4 separate regions of the Zea mays genome follow, and all the other regions are linked to region 1. A link is a contact called in public Hi-C data. All regions are on one chromosome and are shown on one strand. The core of a region is the stretch at or near the end of the contact, and the rest is flanking DNA. Distances in the headings are between cores, read along the strand shown.

Region 1 (2,700 bases), core at 47-2,546:
CGCGGCCTGCACATTCCATGATCATTCTTTGCTTTTTGCGGATAGCAATGCTTTCCCTAAGGCTGTGAGCTCTGACCAAAGCAGCCTGTTGTACTATTTTGAAATACCCCGTTGGACACTTGGACTACAGATAGCAGCTAAGCAGCATTAGCATGACAAGGAAGTAATCTGGTCGAAATTTGTACTGTGCGTCAGGAACTTATCTTGCTTTCTCAATGTACTAACTAGATCCTCTTGGGCAATTTTAGAATCAACAATTTTGGGAGGTGCGATGTATTACAAAATTGATATGTTTTTGAATCAACTAGAATTTAATTTTGTGCACTCTGTTTGTACATCTGCATCTACATCGATTGGTGTGTCTGGTTAGAACAACATATATTGTATGCTCATTAATTATCGTGATAGTCTCATGCACACCTAAAGTATTTTATTACTATTGCCCCAATCTGCCAAAACTCGAGAACGATTTATATGAAAGGTATATAGCAATTTACTCAAGAATTCTATTGTCTTGATAGGGCGTCCGTAAGGGCGCCACTTATTCTATTATCCTTTATAGATGGATGCAATCTAACCGGCTAGGGCCACATAAGGCTAGTCACACTTGAGCAACAAACCAATCGGGTAGATAGTCAACGACATCGACGTGGCTTAGATGTGAAGATTGTTTACTAAGGCGGTGTTTGATTCATTTAGATTCTAGGACATCTAATATTATACCAAATCCAATGCAAATGTTATTATCAGCTTACAGGAAGATTGTGAGATTCTAAGCATAAAATCTAATGTACAACACAAACTGTTTGGTTCATAATCAGATTCTCATTTTCAGATTTTAAAATGAGATTATGAAAATAAGTCCAACCGCCAAAAAGGCTCTAACGACTCCAAAATACTTTAGCATACATTTTTATAGTCTGTAGGTTTGAAAGTTGTAATTGTTCTGCTTATTAGTAGATTCAGGGGGTGTTTGGTTTCTAGAGACTAATGTTTAGTCCCTAGATTTTATTCCATTTTAGTTCTTAAATTGCCAAATATAGAAACTAAAACTTTATTTTAGTTTCTATATTTAGCAATTTATACACTAAAAAGGAATAAAATGAAGGGACTAAACATTAGTCCCTAAAACCAAACACCCCCTCACTTCCCGTCAAACAAAAATGAGTTGACGATCTGCACTAAAAAGCCTTTAAAATTTCGGCTAATTTTAAAAACGCGACTTGGAGGCTTTTTCTTGTTTTCCCGACGACACATATACATTACCATCTGGAAACAGGCAAACAGAGCGAGCCGGAAAAAAGACAAAAATTCGGAATTTCCTGCGACGAGAGCAAGATATTATTAATTAACGGGCAAGTGGGCATGGCCGAGTTTCTGGAGGCTTCCTGCGTCGCGTGGAGGCAGACAGAGCTCAGGGAGGGAGGGAGGGGAAGAACGAAGCAGCAGCAACAGCGCCATCCGCTCGCTTCCTTCCCCTTCTCTCCCTCCTCCCCCACCGCCGGCGTCGCCTCTACGCGCGCGCGCCCCGCCGGGGGCTGCCGTCGCTGCACCCGTGGCCCGTGGGCGGCGGCCGCGTACCTGTACCTACGTGCTGCCGGGGGGGGGGGGGGGGGGGGGGGGGGGAGCTACGCGTCTCCTCTCGCCATGGACGCCGGTGTAGAGAAGTGCGGCGACGCGGCGGCGGAGGGCGGCGGCGACCTCTACGCTGTCCTCGGGCTCAAGAAGGAGTGCTCCGACGCCGACCTCAAGGTCGCTTACCGGAAGCTCGCCAAGGTGAGAGCAACTCGGTTCCTGATTTCGCGTCTCTCCGCTCCTCGTTACTTGCTGCTGGCTGCTGCATATCGTTGTTGATCTAGCTATCCAGCATCGCGCGTGGCAGCGGCGGACGTTGGACGAAAATTCATGAGGGGCCAAAGAGACTACATGAGAGCCATGATTTTCTAGTTCGCCAAGCTCACCAACCGCAAGGGACAAGCCATATCGTTGTGACGAGCAAGATCTAACTTGTCGAGCAGATTGACGTCACGACAAAAACAGGACAAGGGACGGAGGCAGATCTTGTCGAGCGGATCGACGTCACGATAAAAACAGGACAAGGGACGGAGGCGCCAGGAAGGCCCGAAGTCGGGTGCCGTCGCATCGAGAATGGGTCGGCAGCGGAAACGGGACAGCGAGTAGACTGATTTAGGTGGTGTCGGAAAGATTAGGGTCAGACTGGTAGATGCAAGGACTGGACCAAGAGGATCCGACGAGCAGGCTTATAACATGGTTGTTTTAGGCCATGTTCTAAACCTCTAGAGCTAACTGTTAACTGGTTTTAGCTAGGTTGGAGCATCTAGCAACTAATACTTATTTAAGGGGTATAGCTAACAATTAGTTGATCCATTCTAAACCTCTCAGCTAATTTTAGCAACTAGTTATTAGTTTTAGAGATTTAGAACAAGACTTTATACTATCTAAAACTTTGATTTTTTTTCTACATTTAATACCAAATAATTATTAGGCATAAAAGGGTGTACAAAATTGAGGGGGGGCCATGGCCCACTTTGCCCCCTGGATCCGCCCCTGCTTGGTGGAGTTGTTGTGGAGAGAGAGAAAAGTGTTCTCCTTGGGCGATTCGAGTTTGCAGGTGGATACATTGGCGCGAGAAATTTGGAATCTTGCCATTATGGCAAATGGGTTTCATCACTTTGCCAT
Region 2 (2,700 bases), core at 135-2,634, 300 kb before region 1:
CCAGTTATCACACCATTGTTACTATAGCTCTCTCGTTTCTATCCTCATGACTTCCACTTGATGCTTCTACCAAATGATGTTGGGCTCCACTATGTGTTTTGGCACTTATGTGCTCGAAGATTATGCCAAGGCAACCGTTTGTTTCATGATGCCTTAGGCATGCGAAATTGGCATAGTTTTTTATGGCAATGACCGACGTCCATTTTCTCGATTAAATGTTTTCTATTGGCTTTGTTCACAAAAAATGAGGTACCATCGAAATCACGTTTGCTAGTCATGTGATAAATATTAATTAGAGAAAATGGTGATGTACCCCTTCACAGAAGACACAATTTTGGCACATATTTAATAGTTCTATTTGCATAGGTGCATCATATGGAACACCTATTTTTCATTGTATGGGGTTATAATTATGCTATAATATATATTAATAAATATGGTGGATGTCGTTTTCTAAACATTCCAATGCTTCAAATTTGACATTGAAGATATGGATGTCAAAGCATTAATGGCTAATCACCTAAACTGTGAGTAGATTTAAGGTGTGCCTTTGTAAAACTCCAATCTAGTGAGGGGCAATATTAAAATGTCCTAGTCCTTTCTATCTTCCGGCTATCGCACCGTTGTTACTATAGCTTTTCCGTTTCTAACCCAGTGGCTTCCGCTTGACGCTCTACCGAATGATTTGGGCCCCATGTGTTTGGGCACTTATGTGCCCGCAAATTATGCCAAGACAACCATTTATTTTATGACCTTACCTTAGACATGTGAAAGTGACGTAGTTTTATCGACAACACTCGACGTCCGTTTCCACAATTAAATGTCTGTTGCTGGTTTTGTTTGCAAAACATGAGGCGTATGTTTGCTAGTCATGTGACTAATTAGAGAGAATGATGATGTAGCCCTTGATATGAAGGCACAACTTTGGCACATATTTATTAGTTATATTCGCATCAACACAATATATGGAACACCTATTTTTCGTCGCATGGGGTATAGTTATGCTACATTATGTTAATAAATATTTTAGAGGTTGTTTTTTTATAAAATCTCAATACTCTAAAGTTGACATCGGAGCATTGGATATCAAAGTATTAATGTCTAATCATCTAGATTGAGAGTAGATTTTGAGATGTACCTCTGCAGACCTCTACATCCACGAAGGAGCAATTTCGCAAATATACTAGTCCTAGCTATCTTCTGCCTACTTTGTACCATTATTGCTGTAGCTTTCCGTTTCGCCTCCGTCGACTGACGTGTGGACCCCATCGCACCTCCCTCCCTCTCCCTCTCCCCCCCCCCACCCCCACGCGCCTGGCCGCCTGCAGACTGTGCCAGTGGCGGCCAGCCAATATATAGGGCCCACGCCCCGTCCGCGCTCTCCAAAGTTTCGTCCACCATTTCGCTCTCGCAAGTCGCAAGCCACCGATTTGTTTACAGGCGCCGGAGCTCCCGACGACGACTGAGCCATGTGCGGCGGCGCGATCCTTGCCGAGCTCCGCGAGCCGGCGCCGCGCCGGCTCACGGAGCGGGACATCTGGCAGCAGAAGAAGAAGCCCAAGAGGGGCGGCGCCGGCGGGAGGCGCTCGTTCGCGGCGGAAGACGATGAGGACTTCGAGGCCGACTTCGAGGACTTTGAAGCCGACTCCGGTGATTCGGATTTGGAGCTCGGGGAAGGGGCTGACGACGACGTCATCGAGATCAAGCCCTTCGCCGCCAAGAGTACTTTCTCCAGAGGTATTGGCTCAAGCTCGAGGCGGCTTATTTTCTATGGCTGTATATGTATTTTTTGCGTTTGATTGATGCGGACGACTAGAATCTACGAGTTAGTTGAGGAATTTTAAGGGGGCTGGTACGGTGCGCGTTTGAGGTGCGACTCGGTGGTTGGAATGGACCGGGGACGAAGAAAGAAAAAAGCGAGGGGATTTGTGTTTACTATTTAGATTAAGTTTTGGCTTGTAGGGGATTCTGCAACTTATTAGATGATTTTATGGTATCCGATTGGGATGAAGTCTGTCGCTTTCTTTTTCATTCGAGTTACAATTCTGTAATGGGCAAAATAGTCTGTTTTGGTTGCCCACCTGGGAGTCGTGGGAACACAACTCGGTTCTTCGAGTGTTGGATCTGGGCGTTCCACCGTTTGTGCATGATTAGTTACATTAGATGCATATTATTTAAATAGTTCTGAACTTGTGGTATCACTTGATATGTCTGTAGCCTATGAATTTTCGTGGGGATTGTTCTAGACTCTTTTAAACTACCCTACGCGATTTATGGTGTTGAGCTTGAGCACATGATTATATATTCACATGCATCTGCTGTTTATATGGTTCCTTGTATGATTGTATTTCGTTGCAAGTAATGAAGAGTCACTAGGCCTGATTAATTGTCCAAATGCTTGCAGTTTGCAAAGTTTAGGAAGGTCAGATTTCTGGTCCCGTGTCTGCAAATGGGTTCTAATGTGCAGTATCGTCTATAGTGGAAGTTTTAGATATGATTGCATAATAATGATTTATTTGATGGCACCAGGGTTGTGTAGAATCTTGGGCTTTCATATTTATCGTGTTTTGAACTGTGCTTTCTGCAAATATGAAATAGATGCGCATGGAGAATGTTAATTTTGGTTGTGATGTTGCTTCATAACTCAATATGCATATATATCATTGACAGAGGCAATGTTACTAAGGTTTGATTCTTTCC
Region 3 (2,700 bases), core at 47-2,546, 300 kb after region 1:
ATGTTCTAGAAACTAAAGTTGATGACGAGAAGCTCGTCGCCTCTGCTGTACTGGCCCCCTTGCCCCTCATCCGCAGCATTTGCAATCGATGCATCTGTAACGTCAGGTAGGTGCACAGGATAACCCAAAGGACGGGCGTTGTGTTTTCCCTGACCCGCTGCAGTGGTGATGCTGATCGGCGGCGAGCTTTATTCGCCTAACGACGACAGGAACGGCTCACCCGTCCGTCTCCGTCACCAAAAGATCGAGCACGAGCACCTGCTATGCTGGCTGCGTCAAACCCAAGTCAGGAGGAGACGGCGAAATGGCCACCAGCTCACACCAAACTATCCCTCTGCAAATCTGCAATGTGGATGAGCTGCAGGGAGAAAAAAGGCCTTGTACTACGATGCTGCCGTGAGTAGCCTAGCCGCCAGCAGCTGCCACCTGAATGAAGAACAAAAGCAAGAACGGAGACCTTTGCTGTTTTGCATGTCTTGTTGTCCAACTACAAGAAAATTTGTTTGGGGGGTGGGGGGTAGAGACGATTTTTTCGAACTTCCATCATATTATAAATCATTTTCATTTTAGTGGAACACGACATATCCAGTGACGGAGCCATAATTTTTTTTAGAATGGATTGAACTAAATCGTTGTAGTATAGAAGTACCTTCTACGTTATATATATACGCTTAAAATTTTAGAAGAAGCTCTAGCGAGATTTCGTAGACTCGGCAGCGGTAGAGGGGCTTGAAGCACTACGAAACTTTGTCAGTAATTCAGTTAAGCTCGCCAACAAACCTAATCCATGTATGTCAAACGAACAACACAAGCAAAAAAAAAAACTCGAAAATATACAGCGCAATGAAAATGGCACCAACAGATGTATAAATGAGATCACAAACGTAAGTTTTCACAACCGATAACAATGGTTGTTCAATTAAAGGTTGATCTAAAATAAACTCAAACCTTAGTGTGGGGGGACAACTACGTATTGTATGTATAGTTTAAGGGGCAGCCAAGGACCCCTACTCGTACCGCCTGCACCAAGCAGGTTAATCCATCATCATCAACAAGAACAAAGTATACGTATCTTTCACCGTTCGATCTCCATCCAAGGGCCCATACGTATCCAGGGTTCACAGTGGCAGCATAGTAATTTTGGCCATCTTCTTCCACTGCCCGGCGGCGCACACAAGTACACAACCACCCAAGATGGGGAGGAGCCAGGAGCACAGGCCCAATGCGGCAGCCATCCCACCACCTATCGCGTCGGCTTCACTCAAACGGCTTCTGCCGCATCCTATAAAACCTCCTCACCAACCTCCGATGGCGGAAATTCTTGCCCTCCCACACCGACCCCCTCCCCCACGGCCCGCCTTCCCCCGGGAGCACGAGACCCTCGTTCCCTGCGCCACCGACTGAGCCAAGGCCGCGCTTTGCCGTTTCCGACCTAGGTCGCGAGATCTCGGAGGAGCGGAGCCCCGCCGTGCCGCCGCCTGCTACAGGGGGGCACGCAGGGACCGCACGGCGCGATGGTGGACACGGGCGGGGGGAGGCTCTACCAGCGCCGTGGCGCGGTCGCTTTCGTCGCGGCCAACAAGGCGCTGCTCGCCGCTGCGTGGGTCGTCGGGTTCGCGCTCGTGTTCCTATGGCAGAGCGCCTCCATGTCCTTCGGCAGCGCCGGCGGCGGAGGGTACCTCAGGCTCCTGTCGGTGCCGCCTCCGCCGCCGCGCCCCGCGCCGCGGCTCCGCCCCACGGCGTACAACATCACGGACTTCGGCGCCGTCGGGGACGGCCGGGCGGTCAACACCGCGGCGTTCGAGCGTGCTGTCGAGGCCATCGCGGCGCTCGCGGAGCGAGGCGGCGGGCAGCTCAATGTGCCACCCGGGCGCTGGCTCACGGCACCCTTCAACCTCACCAGCCACATGACGCTGTTTCTTGCCGAGGGCGCGGAAATCCTTGGCATTACGGTAAAGAGTTTACTGTTTCTATGAACTTATCCGTGGGGCTTTAGTAATTAGATAGATCTTCTCGTGTGCATTTTCTACGCTCCAAGCCTCCAACCAAAAGTTAATGCTGCTTTCATGTCGTGCGGAAATTGCTTAGTTATTAACTTATTCTCCAGTAGAATAGTTTATGATTTGGCTAGTTGACGACAAACATCATGAATTGATTGCTGCTGGGTTTACCAGCATGCGAAAACAAGAAAACACTCCTCCAAAACGTCAGAAACCGGCCCTAACGGCAAGCGAACTATTACAAACAAAAACCATAGAGCAACTAACAACAAAACTAAAGGACGCCCTCCACATCTAAATCTTGAGTCCTTTTCCAGAAATCCTTCGACCAGTTTTTCATTCTTCCCATTTTGTCATCCAAATATTTTGCATCCTACTCTCTCAGAAGAACTCACCACTTCTGCAAAAACATAAAGATTTTATGAAACAAAACGGCGATACTTTGTGCTGAAAACATCTTGACTCTAGACTAGCATGCATTCAGAGTTTGGTAGATGCCTATGGTGCTTATTTGGGGGCACAAATGCCCACATTTCAGATTGTGAGCTTATTTAACTGGCATTGTGATGTTTTCTGGACAGGATGAGAAGTACTGGCCATTGATGCCAGCATTACCGTCATATGGGTATGGGCGGGAGCGCAAAGGACCACGATTTGGGAGCCTCATTCATGGACAGAATTTGAGAGATGTAGTCATTAC
Region 4 (2,700 bases), core at 83-2,582, 360 kb before region 1:
AAGTACTTTTTTGCATTCCTTATGGCACTATGGTCATTTTCAGATCTTAGAAGGATTTCATGGTATGTTCTCCCAAGCTGTGTGGTAGCTCGCTGCTGCTCAACAAGGTCATCAGACTCCTTTGCGAGCTGTAGATGCTTCTTCTGTCAAGCCAACAAACATCAAGGTAAATGGAAGTTTGAGTTCATGTAGCAGAATCAGCAAAATGTATGAAATGAGGTCTGAGTATTATTCTAATTCTTAGCATCTCAATTATAACAAGAGGTTAGCATTTAACACCGGAGGCAGTGACCAAATCACCTAATGACCATATCTTGATAAATGTACATGCACTGTGACAGGGTAGATACAGCATGATCAGTAATACTCCCTCCATTTTTTTTATTTGTCGCTGGATAGTTGAATTTTACACTAACAAACGACGAATAAAAAAGATCGGAGGTAGATAATGTAATGTAATCCAACTATCCAAGGTCAATAAGCGTGTGAAAAAACTAAAACAATTAACATGTGCCTAAACCCAACACTGCAAGCCAAGGGTCACATATACATCACTAAATATCAGACCTTTGAAAGAATATATTATCATATAAGACAGATGCACTACCAGAAAGTCCACACCACAGCTGGTATTCAATTGTATATATATACAGTGCCTAATAACATAATTTGAGAATAATCGAACCCTACACTGCAGTCCAAATGCATGCCCAGATCAATAGTCCACCAAATGGTTAAAAATTCATAAATTCAGCACCGAAATTACAACTGCGAGTGGGAATGCATTAGCGTTATACTGCATAGCACACCTCCTGTCGTTTAAAACATCTGAAACCATGGTCGGTATTCGGTAGGCAAGTAAGCGAGATGGATGGTGGAATCTGAGGAGTGAGTAGTGACCTGGTAGGTGAGCGCCTCCGAGAAGCGGCCGAGGCGGAGGTAGACCTCGCCGAGCGACTGACAGGAGGGGAGGAGGTGCCGCTGCGGGAGGTGCTTTACGGAGACCTCGTAGTCCGCCCGAAGCCACCGGAGGGCCTCGACGTACTCGCAGCGGCGCTTGTAGATGTCGCCGATGACGTTAGCCCAGCGCGCCTCCTCCTCCCGATTACCCTCCGCCGACGCCTCCTTGTAACCGCGCTTCGCCCCCCGCAGCTCCTCCTCATCCTCCTTCTTCGACCGCCCCCCGCCGCCGCGCGCCATCGCCGCCGCTACGACTGAGGACCCGACGCCTGACTTTTTTCCCTTTTTCCACCCGAATTTTCCGTCAAGGGCCGAGAGGAAGGAAAACGCCGGACTGATCAGATGGAAGGGGATTCTCCCGCCAAATTATTTCAGGGCCCCGCCTCCAGTTTCACTAATCTCTTCTCTGCGTTTCTCGTGGGCCTGCGTAGGAAGCATGTAATATGGGCCATGGCCTGTAGGAGGAGGATATCTTAAGCTTCTGGGGTGTCTCTCTTGTTGTTCGGTCCTTCAATCAAAAAAGAAAATATATATATATAGAGCAGATATAACGGGAGCCATGGGTTTCTAATAGTTAAAGGAAGCTCAGGTCGATCATCCCTGCAACCTGGTTCAACCCAGCGCACCGACTAGACCAGGCTGTCGGTTGCACCACCCGCGCCCACGTCTGTGCGCGCAAAAAAGAATGCATGCATGAGTCAAAGTCAAACACGTCACTTGCATGCGCATAAATTTAGGAAAGATATGTACGGCGGTTTGTATTTTTAAATATTTTATTTCCTCCATAAATTTAGGATCGCTGCAACAGCCATGCAACTAGACTCGTAAGGACCATTTTATGATATATACTGCTATTAAATATGCTACCCTGTGTAGATAATTATGCAATTCGGTATACTGCGTAAAAATCTGTTACCACCTGCATGCACACGAATTTATGATGAAAATAATGTGTAATGAAAGGAAATGAATTACACGCATAGAAACAAAAATTCGTATTTAATGTTTTATTTCCTTCATAAATATAGGATCCCTCCAACAGCCATGCAGCTAAACACATTATATCTAGTTTATGATATATATTGGTACAAATTATACTATATGGTGTAGCTATTTATGCAATTCGTTACACTGCGTAAAAAATCTGGCATGTTGTTCACTGGTGGACGCATCTCCGGGTTGGAGCGTAATAACCTTAAGTTTTGAGCATAAAATCCTTCCATTATAAGCGTAAATACCGAGTCAATGTGAGAGGTTGATAGCTCTAGTAGGTTGTTATTACGATCCTATTTTTATGGCAGATCCGAAAAATATGGCAGCCGCATGCATGCGGTTATACAGATCCAAAAATTATGGCAAAATGCATGCATGAGTCAAACACGTTCTCTTGCATGCGCGTAAATTTAGGAAAGATATGTGTGGCGGGTTCTATGTTAAATGCTTTATTTCCTCCATAAATTTAGGATCGCTGCAACAGCTATGCAGCTAGACTCGTAATGACCATTTTATGATATATACTGATACTAAATATGTCATTGTAGATAATTATGCAATTCGGTATACTGCTTAAAAAATCTGGCATGTTGTTCACTGGTGGATGTATCTTCGGTGGAGCGTAAAAACCTTAAGTTTTGAGCATAAAATCCCTCAATTATAAGCGTAAATACCGAGTCAATGTGAGAGGTTGATAGCTCTAGTAGGTTGTTATTACTATCCTATTTTTATGACAGATCCGAAAAC

The links. A called contact is a pair of places that touch in the nucleus more often than the background predicts.
Region 2: a contact with region 1 is called in a Hi-C map of leaf, with 4 times the contacts expected there. The contact joins the promoter of LOC100282307 here to the promoter of LOC103654200 in region 1. A contact is called at or near these places in 2 of 25 Hi-C or Micro-C datasets (both in leaf).
Region 3: a contact with region 1 is called in a Hi-C map of ear, with 3 times the contacts expected there. The contact joins the promoter of LOC100272705 here to the promoter of LOC103654200 in region 1. A contact is called at or near these places in 2 of 25 Hi-C or Micro-C datasets (ear and endosperm).
Region 4: a Hi-C map of tassel shows a contact between it and region 1, with 2.2 times the contacts expected there. The contact joins the promoter of LOC103504718 here to the promoter of LOC103654200 in region 1. A contact is called at or near these places in 2 of 25 Hi-C or Micro-C datasets (ear and tassel).

The regions. Positions count from the first base shown.
Region 1 is chr4:181,393,817-181,396,516 of Zm-B73-REFERENCE-NAM-5.0, forward strand. It overlaps LOC103654200 (chaperone protein DnaJ), which reads left to right and starts at 1,297. Exons shown (of 7, transcript XR_002269221.2): 1 at 1,297-1,776.
Region 2 is chr4:181,088,820-181,091,519 of Zm-B73-REFERENCE-NAM-5.0, forward strand. LOC100282307 reads left to right here and starts at 1,385. Exons shown (of 3, transcript NM_001155219.2): 1 at 1,385-1,737. The coding sequence starts at 1,470.
Region 3 is chr4:181,697,421-181,700,120 of Zm-B73-REFERENCE-NAM-5.0, forward strand. It overlaps LOC100272705, which reads left to right and starts at 1,297. Exons shown (of 5, transcript NM_001147158.1): 1 at 1,297-1,952; 2 at 2,582-2,700. The coding sequence starts at 1,515.
Region 4 is chr4:181,036,622-181,039,321 of Zm-B73-REFERENCE-NAM-5.0, forward strand. It overlaps LOC103504718 (Protein TONSOKU), which reads right to left and starts at 1,333. Exons shown (of 20, transcript XM_008681025.2): 1 at 901-1,333; 2 at 1-143. The coding sequence starts at 1,200.